Linked DNA regions of Mus musculus: regions 1 and 2 are each linked to region 3. The links are chromatin contacts, called in public Hi-C maps. All regions are on one chromosome and are shown on one strand. Each heading gives the region's core, a stretch centred on a gene start, on an enhancer-like site or on the middle of the called end of the contact. The rest is flanking DNA. Distances are from core to core; before and after follow the strand shown. Region 1 has its middle 14 kb from the start of Lifr. Region 2 has its middle 7.6 kb from the start of Gm30971. Region 3 overlaps Fyb (FYN binding protein).

What was found. Hi-C and Micro-C count contacts between places; a contact is called where the count stands out from the background.
Region 1: a Hi-C map of embryonic stem cells shows a contact between it and region 3, with 2.3 times the contacts expected there. The contact joins two enhancer-like sites. A contact is called at or near these places in 1 of 39 promoter capture datasets (stem cell-derived epiblast-like cells), 2 of 484 Hi-C or Micro-C datasets (both in embryonic stem cells) and 3 of 115 datasets of contacts at active chromatin or transcription factors (all in embryonic stem cells).
Region 2: a Hi-C map of embryonic stem cells shows a contact between it and region 3, with 2.2 times the contacts expected there. The contact joins two enhancer-like sites.

Annotation. Positions count from the first base shown.
Region 1 is chr15:7,114,132-7,117,115 of GRCm38.p6, reverse strand. It overlaps a transcript of Lifr not described here. Among named protein-coding and RNA genes, the nearest start is that of Lifr, 14 kb to the left of the region's middle. Within about 2 kb of position 1,310, at least 61 of the 459 cell types and tissues checked have an H3K27ac peak or open chromatin away from gene starts, as enhancers often do. A contact at or near this core is called in embryonic stem cells, where this site is marked.
Region 2 is chr15:7,080,446-7,083,403 of GRCm38.p6, reverse strand. No RefSeq gene overlaps it. Among named protein-coding and RNA genes, the nearest start is that of Gm30971, 7.6 kb to the right of the region's middle. Within about 2 kb of position 1,528, at least 27 of the 459 cell types and tissues checked have an H3K27ac peak or open chromatin away from gene starts, as enhancers often do. A contact at or near this core is called in embryonic stem cells, where this site is marked.
Region 3 is chr15:6,627,760-6,630,554 of GRCm38.p6, reverse strand. It overlaps Fyb (FYN binding protein), which reads right to left. Exons shown (of 18, transcript NM_011815.5): 3 at 437-483. All of the region lies in intron 2 of Gm2245 (predicted gene 2245), which reads left to right. Among named protein-coding and RNA genes, the nearest start is that of Gm2245, 25 kb to the left of the region's middle. Within about 2 kb of position 1,299, at least 2 of the 459 cell types and tissues checked have an H3K27ac peak or open chromatin away from gene starts, as enhancers often do. A contact at or near this core is called in embryonic stem cells, where this site is marked.

The DNA.
Region 1 (2,984 bases), core at 61-2,560, 490 kb before region 3:
AAACAATGATTTGCTAGTGTTAGGTGGGAAACAATGTCTCCTTGAAACAACTCTGGAAAGTTTGGGGGTGGACACAGCACCCAGATTTCTTTTAGTGTGCTTCTTTTCCTGAAACTTTTAACATCTCAAAAGGGAGACAGAGCTTTCGACAAGGTCAAAGTCACTTAACTGAAGCCTGCTATTGTGTTTCCTGACCTAAAACTTTAACATCTCAAAATGAAGACAAAGCTTTTGACATGCCAAAGTCAATCACTCTGGGCCTGCAGGGCTTGGCCCTGGAATACCTCGGACTACGTTCAATTCTGTGCATAAACAAAGGATTGTGTTATTTACTAACACATTATTTAATTGCTATAGCTTAAGCCTCCTTTATCTTTTTGTATTATTAAAGAGAACAAATTATTCAAACCATTTATGTAAGACTCTTATAGGTACTCAATAATCACTATTAAAAGTATCACCCCAGTGTCACTTTCTAAGCAGGTCTACTTTTTGCATTAGGAAACAATTCAGTATGTCTACACACTCAAGATCTGCACAGTTTAGCTTCTGCTTCCTTTCTAACCTCCTCTCCCACCATCCTCCTTGTGGTCTAGCCCTTGATCCACACACAGCTGGCTTTGCAGTTTGGATTATTTTATTAGTTCACTGGAAGAGAATGGAGCCCTAGAGAATGGAGTCATACAGACCAACTCACGAGAGATTAATGTGTAATGCACAACTGATTTCCCCATTCAGACAAGCCAGATGTTTGTGTTGTTGGTGACCTTGTTTTTGGAAAAGGAGTCAATGAGAATTTGTGAGCTAGAATCTGTGCCCAAGGAGGAATCTTACTTCTGCTTACTAACTGGGTAATCCCAGGTCAGGAGAGCAGGAGACTTTCTAGTATGCAATCTGCATCAAAACACTGGGGATAACCTTAGGCTTTATCTCTGGGTCATAGTTGTGACAATTAAATGGGAGACTATGCCTCTAGCATAGCACTTAAGACCACACTACTGTGTGCAGTCAGCCACCAGCCAATATTAGCTATTGTTTCTAGAAGGGAGGCCTAGCAAAAAACGTGTAAAGGGAGTTAGTGTCAGACAACTTATTTTTCCAAGATCTATTAATTGTGTAGGTTCCGGTTGATAGCTTCATCCATTCAATAGTTACAATGAAATAGTGTCAAACATTACAGAAGTTCCTCCGGAGTCCGCGGTCCTGTTATTTGCATATGTAAATGAATGCATTCTTGGACATGGAAATGCAAATTCACAAAGCCTCTATTGTTCTGCTTACCCATCTTCCACTTAAAGTGCTTACAAGGTAATCAAGACAGAGTGCCTTAGCTCAGAGCTCTCAAGTCATTGCTACTCTGCTTCACACAGTTCCAACCACTGTTTCCTTCATTGCTGGCCACCTTATTTTTGAGACAGGGTCTTTCTTTGAAACCACAGCTCACTGATTCTGCTAAGATGGCCTCAGGAGCCCCCTCTCTCCACAGCTGTGGGGTTAGAATTGCTGTCACTACCTGTGACTATCACGTCTCTCTTTCCTCACACATTCTGAACTCCTCATCCTGCCCAGGATTCCGTGAAGTTGTTTCATTTCCTGGAATCTCTCCCCACCCACCTACTCTTTGTCCTGACTCCAAACTATTGGCTTCGGGAATTCCTCCCAGGTCCCTCAGGCCTTCATCATCTTTAGAATCAAGTGTTCCTCCTTTTCTGTGCTCTTCCTCAGTCAAATCATGCTGAAGGACCAACTGGACAAGAGCATTTCCCTTTTGTTTCCTCCAGGGCCCTTCACGTAGGCACTTAGTCAGTCTATACATAAATGAGTAGATTTACGCTGTGTAACAGCCTGGGCTTTCCTGTGATGTAAAGTTCAAGTTCAGGCTCTGAGCTGTCACATGACGCATTCTGTTGCACAGTCATGATTGGCAGAGGAAGACGTAAGCTCATATTTTCCCAATTCTGGGGGAAAGTGATGGCACTGGGCCCATCAATCATCCAAACTGAGCTGTACCCTTTTCCTAAGGACATAGCTGGCCTTCTATCAGTATAGCCTTCTATCCCCACCACTACCCCATTACACATAGTAGTTTCTACAACCTCCATGTGTACCCCTCCATCATTCTCCTTAGCTTAAACTTCACTCAGCTTAAGCTATACCCATCTCTACCCTCAGTGACAGCCCTTCCCATCCCTAACTCTGATGTTGCCTTTTATTCTTGAATCTATTCAAACCTTCATTTTCATTATATGAGTGTGTGTGTGTGTATATATATTGTTTTATTACTACCTGTAATAATTTATTTTTTCATCTTATCAAGACAGCCTGTGTCTTTCTGCCTTAGAAATATATGCCCAACAAAAATGTAGACCTTCACCTCTTGGTATCTAAGATGAATTGGTTCCTAGACCCCCTATCAATCCTAAATCTCTTATATAGAATGACATAGAACTTTAGTTGTGTGTGTGTGTGTGTGTGTGTGTGTGTGTGTGTGTATAAAAATCTGGGCAGTTTAAATACATCTCTAGATTGCTTATACTGCCTAAGGCAATGTAAATTCTACAAAGATAGTTCTCTTTTATTATTGTTTAAATAAAAATGATCAGTAAAAAGGCTCTGTATTTTCACTATGTCAAAAAATAATTTTAGGCCCATGAGATGGGTCAGTATACAGAGCTAGAAAATGCAGTGTATCCCATACCTCTTGCATATCATCTCTACTTAAACACACCCTCCATCTACACGCTCATCTTGTTGCAGGTTTGAGGCCAGCTATGTCCTTAGGAAAAGGGTACAGCTCAGTTTGGATGATTGATGGGCCCAGTGCCATCACTTTCCCCCAGACACTCAGAATAGTAGAACTGAGGGGGAGCTTGGCTAAGTCCCGTTCGTTTGTCATCTCTCTGGCCTGATCTTATCTCCATGCTACTGGGTTTTCACTTCAATGGACACAGAAGTTCTGAGGAACATGAAAGGGGAAGAGATTT
Region 2 (2,958 bases), core at 279-2,778, 450 kb before region 3:
CATCCTAATTTCCACAGTGGCTACATCAGTTTATAGTCCCATCAGCAGTGAACAGGGGTTCCTCTTTCCCCACATTCTGGTCAGCATTTGCCATGATTTCTTTTCTTGATGTCAGTCATTCTGACTGAGTGAGATGGAATCTCAACAAACGCTCTCCCTCTTGTTATCTGAGTCTGTCCTGCAAAGCAACTACAAATTGGATATTGTTTTACATGCTTTGTGGAGTAAAACAGGATCCAGGCCTAAAATGCTCAGTGCTACATAGCTTCACTTTAGGTATGGGGCCAGGCTCTAGATTTGGGCCTATCATTCTACCCATACACAACCCCTGCCTATCAAGGGGCATGCGCTTCCACTGAGCAAGTGTGACTTAGAAGCAGCCAGGTGTATGCCCATGGCTTACAGGTTGGCAAGTGGCTCACATGTCTCATGCCACAATTCAGATGAGAGCCAGCATGCGTGTTCACAATCCTTAGAAAATGAAGCTGATGCCATCCTTTTCTAACTTCAGGAACCAATGGGTCACTTTCCCCTTTGTCTTGTCAAAACAACTCCTACTTCACAAACTGTTTGCTAACGTTTCAGAAACAATCTGTAGAAATGTGTTCTTGGAACTAATATATAGGCATATATATATATATATATACACACACATATATATATGAAATGTATATATATCATGGAATATATATACATATGTATATATCATGGGAAAATTCCTATATATTAGCATATATATATATATACACACACACATATATATGGATACATATATACACACACACACACATATATATAGATATAGATGATGTAGATGTAGATATATACATATACTTTGGGATGCCTTTCTTTGATTGTTTAACACTTATTCAAGAATTTAAACTCAAATGTTCAGTTTGTGGAACCACTTTGAGAACGGCTAATGATATATTTCCAGAGCCCATGGCTGCCCTGTGTCTCATCCCCTCATCTGAAGATCAACTAGCTCTGCAGGACCTACAGGGTCAGAGAGGGTCTGTGGCCACACTTGTCTTTTCACTCTCAGGACTGCCTCTTCAAACAAGGTAGTTTTCCTAAGTGCCTACCTCCACCCATACCCTTTTACTTTCTTTCCATTATCACATCCCCCCTCCCCCCACACACTGACATTTGCAGCCCTTCCTTTTGTCTGACCCTGTGGAACATCCCTAGGTATTTTCACTGCTCGCAGAGTGGAGACCTTTCTTTGAAAGGGAGTTGAGCGGCGGGTTAGCACACACCGCGGACTGTTGATTACTGAATGCTCTGGCAGAAGCCCACAGGTGATTTACTTCCTCCCCTGTGCCTTTGATCGACAAAGGGAAACAATGCCCAGAAAAGACCGGCAACTTTCCCTAAACTTCATTGACGGCCCGCGTTAAGATAGCATTGTCTGAACACAAGTAAGGGCAAGTGCTCAAGGTCGCACGCCAGGCTAGGGATGGCAGTGAGCTCAGAATCGCAGCGCAGGGCGTAATGTGGCTGCACAGGCTAGGTTCCAGCCCACCTCTCAAGACGATGCCTGTATTCAAGACATGTTCATCCAGGTAGGCTGCCTTGTATGGCTTCAGTGGGAAAGGATACAGAGACTTGAATTGCCAGGGTTGGGGTTACCCATGGGGGGCCCCTACCTGCTCACAAGAGAAGAGGGGATGGGGGAAGGATTGTGGGAGAGGGTGATTGGGAGGGGGACAGTGGGTGGAATGTAAAGTGGATAAGTATACACACACACACACACACACACACACACACACACACATAATGATATGCCTCTGTGTTGCAAGAATGCTTCTTCCAGAGATAACCTATGTATACGTAAGGGTTTTATTTTTTAAAATACATAAAAACATGATATTGTCATAGCACTGTCGGACTCACTGCCCACCTCCCCAGTGCACGGACAAGGAAAGGAAGGCAGGGAGAGCGAGGCAGAACCTTCTGGATGTCTGCCGGAACTCCTGCCCACGTCACTCTGTTGTGTTTCTACTCAGTATGATTACAGAGATCTCATTGTTAAAGAGTGTGCTTTTTGAGTTTCCTGCTTTTCGGCAAACTGAAGAAAACATGGCCTGGTTCTTTCCCCCCCTTTTCTATTTGCCTTTCCAACCTTCAGCTTCCATGGCCTTAAAAAAAAGTACTTGAAAGATGAGCTGATCCAAAAGCAGCCTGTTTGCAACCTGATAGGAGACCTGGAGCGGCACCAGCTAGACAGAGGCGGGGGGGGGGGGGGGGGGGGGGGGTTCTCGGAGCGCCTTTCAACAATTTTTCCAAGTGGCAACTGGTTCATTTCCACTGAAACACCGGAAGATGCTCGGTGAGCGGTACCTTTCCTAAGCTGGTAGGAGTGGTGGTAATTACATACCTCAGCAGTGGAAATGAGGAGCTTAGAGAGCCTTTCTTGATTAATGTTCAATGAACACTCAAAGTCCTTTGCGTTTAGATGCAGGCACAAGTAAAGTCCAGACTGAACCGTGTCCCATGCACAGAGGCCAGAATTCTTATTAAAGCAGATGTTTGGTGGAGCAGATACCATCTGACAACACTTTCAGGTTTTTGGGTTTTGGGTTTTTTTTTTGTTTTGTTTTGTTTTTTTGTTTTTGTTTTTGTTTTTTTTTTTCGAGACAGAGTTTCTCTGTGTAGCCCTGGCTGTCCTGGATCTCACTTTGTAGATCAGGCTGGCCTCGAACTCAGAAATCCTCCTGCCTCTGCCTCCCAAGTGCTGGGATTACAGGAGTGCGCCACCAAGCCCGGCAACACTCTCAGTTTTGCCGTTCATGATGCTATATAGAAGGAGCAGTCGAGTGTGAACCAGCTCTGGAATGTATGTAGGTGCTTAGGAAGGATTTATTATCTATTGTTTTCACAGAAACCTCAACGCCATTTGTTTGGGTAGACATAGTCTGGAGGGAAAGACCGTACAAAAGTACAGGTGGATGCTGG
Region 3 (2,795 bases), core at 50-2,549:
TGAGACCATAGAGGAGCACTGCAGTGTTTCTTCACTCCCAGTGAGGCAGATGTGCATTCCATGCTGTGCTGGGCGGTGCCTACTAACCACACACTAAATGTGTGCACAGTCATGGAGTAGAGGCTGGAAAACCCATGCACTGAGTGTTCTCAAAAAGAAAACTTGAGAATCTGCTTTTCATATAAGTTACGTGTGTCCTTACATATAATCATATGAGAAGAATATGTACAAATGCACACTGAGTGTTGTAGGATGTTGTCTGTAGTGAGAAAGAGAAGGAAATGGAGCATGAGAATGCTAAGAAATAAGTAAAACAGGGGACCTGGCATAGGCCAGTGATGGTAACTGGCCATTAAGGATGCCATGACATTTAACTAATTCAAACATGTACTTCAGATTTTAAAAAAAAAGGAAGAAGAAGAAAGTTACTCCTTACCATCAGAGTGCATGACACCATCTTGATTTTCGTCATTTATAGGATGTCTGAAAACAAGAAAGAAAGAAAAGAAAAACACCCATGAGAATAAAGTAGAAGCTTGCCTTAAAGTGAAAATATACATAAACATATACATATAAATGGAAATTTCTTCTGGCCTCAGTAGACACTCAGTGTGTATACAGCACACATACATACAGGCAAAACACTCTCACACATAAAATAATGATAAATAACATAAAAAATACACTATCATCTAGACACAAGCTTTACACCAAACCAAAAATAAAACAGTAAGAAAGAAAAACCAAATGTCATCAAGCCAACTTTGCATTCAATTAGCAATCTTCAGGAGGCAGAGAATCTTCTAATAGAGACCCAGTCAGCAAAACCCAGACAAGGCTAGCCATAACATCCACAAGCAAACAATCTGATTTCCTTAATAAATAAATTGCAAGGAAAAAAAAAGAAAAACTGAGGTGGTAGGCAAACCTCCGTGCGAAAGGTATAAATGCATGAATACATAAAATATGAACATGAATTATCAAAGACTTTAGGCTGTGAGCTCTTAGTCAAAGTTAAGGCACACAGGCATACTACGACTGAAAAATTTAGCAGGTCAAGTTGGCCTTGACCTAATAACCTCCATGGTTCAAAACCTTGAGTGCTGGGATGAGAGGCCTGTGTCCTGCTGATGGCTGATTCGATATCTTATGCTAACACATGGGGTTTACTTAGTAATTTAATCACAAAAGCTCTTGGGTTCTTTAAAGGAACTGATTTAATTCCAAAGCTTTTACAGTGTCATGGGAGGGGTTTCTGTAGTGAAGTCTTTGGGACGTCCATTTAAGGCAGTGGTGCTTAGCCTGTGGGTCATGACCCACATTGGGAGTCTGTATCCGATATCCTGCATATAAGATATATGCATACAATGCATAACAGTAGCAAGATTACAGTTATGAAGTGGCAACAAAGTCATTTTATGATCGAAGGTCACCACAGCATTAGGAACTATATCAAACGATCACGGTCACAGCGTTAGGAAGGTTGAGAACCATTGGTTTAAGGTATTCAAAATCCTTAAAAAGGAAAGTCGGTATATTACATTTGTATATGGGACGTGCAACATCCCAGAATGGTTAAGTCACTTTAACCTTCAAGCCAACACGTTGAAGCCGCCTGAAGTTGGGTGGTCCAATCAGTAATGAACAATTGCTGTAGCTTTGTACTTACATACTTATTTATAATTGCGGTACTCTGGGGTTCAAAGCCAACCTGGACTATATAATAAGTTTCCATTTCAATGACAAAGCAAAGCAAAGAAAAAAGGATCCTGTTGGAAATAATTATTTAAATAAGATTGCTAGGTGTGGACAAGGAAGAACAAGTTTTACAATGGAAATTAAGTAATGTTTGGTTTCTGAGCTGGGGGAATGAAGTGCTTACTTTACATATCAAAGCAGATCTGGACTTAAGGTTCTCCCAGCATCCCTCAGTCCATACCTGGCACACCCTGCTCCCATCCCTGAACTTTCCAGCCTAGGGGTTGAGCTGCCCTTCCCCCAAAAGGCTCCTGCCTATATAATCCAGACATTTTGATCTCTCTCCCTCATTTCTCTTTCTCTTTCTCTCTTCGGGCACACACACTTTCTCCCCCCCCCCCCCCCCCCCCACACACACACACACTCATAGTGACTTCCCTGGCCTGGTCTTTGGGGTTAGTGAACTCATCCAAGAGCAGCTCCCCAATAAACCTGACTTCAATATATTCTAATCTGGCTTGAGTTGGCTCATTTCACTGGCAGAGAAATAACCTATCTCTTAACATAAGTCCTTCACCTTAGCTTTAAGGAATAGCATTTTACTGAGAACGTAAATACTCTGGACATAAAATACACTGACATTCAACCAATGAATGTCCTTTTCACGGTGAGCAGGGCGCAGGGCTGAGTAATGAACTCTGTTCTTCCACTGCTTTGCTTTTACAGAATCCTCACTCTGTCTCGGACACTCTCTTTCTCCATGCTTAGCTGGGGGGGGGGGGGGTTTACTGGGTTAATTCCATCTCTAAAATAAAATGAAATAAAATAAAATAAATAAAAATAAAGAACTGTTACTAGGGTGTGTGTGCGCGCGTGTGCGCGTGCGCGTGCGCGCACGGACACATGAGTAGAGGTCAGAAGAAGCATGCTCTGGGGTTGGGTCCGTCCTTCCATCTTTCTGTAAATTCTGGAGATTGGAGTCAGGTGCTCGCCCTGTATTCTTTTTTCATGTCATCCCCCTGCTGTAGACCCCTGACCCAAGTTTTTCATAAAAGTGCCTCTTCTGGGAGGTTATTACCCAGTTCCAAAGCCTGCCC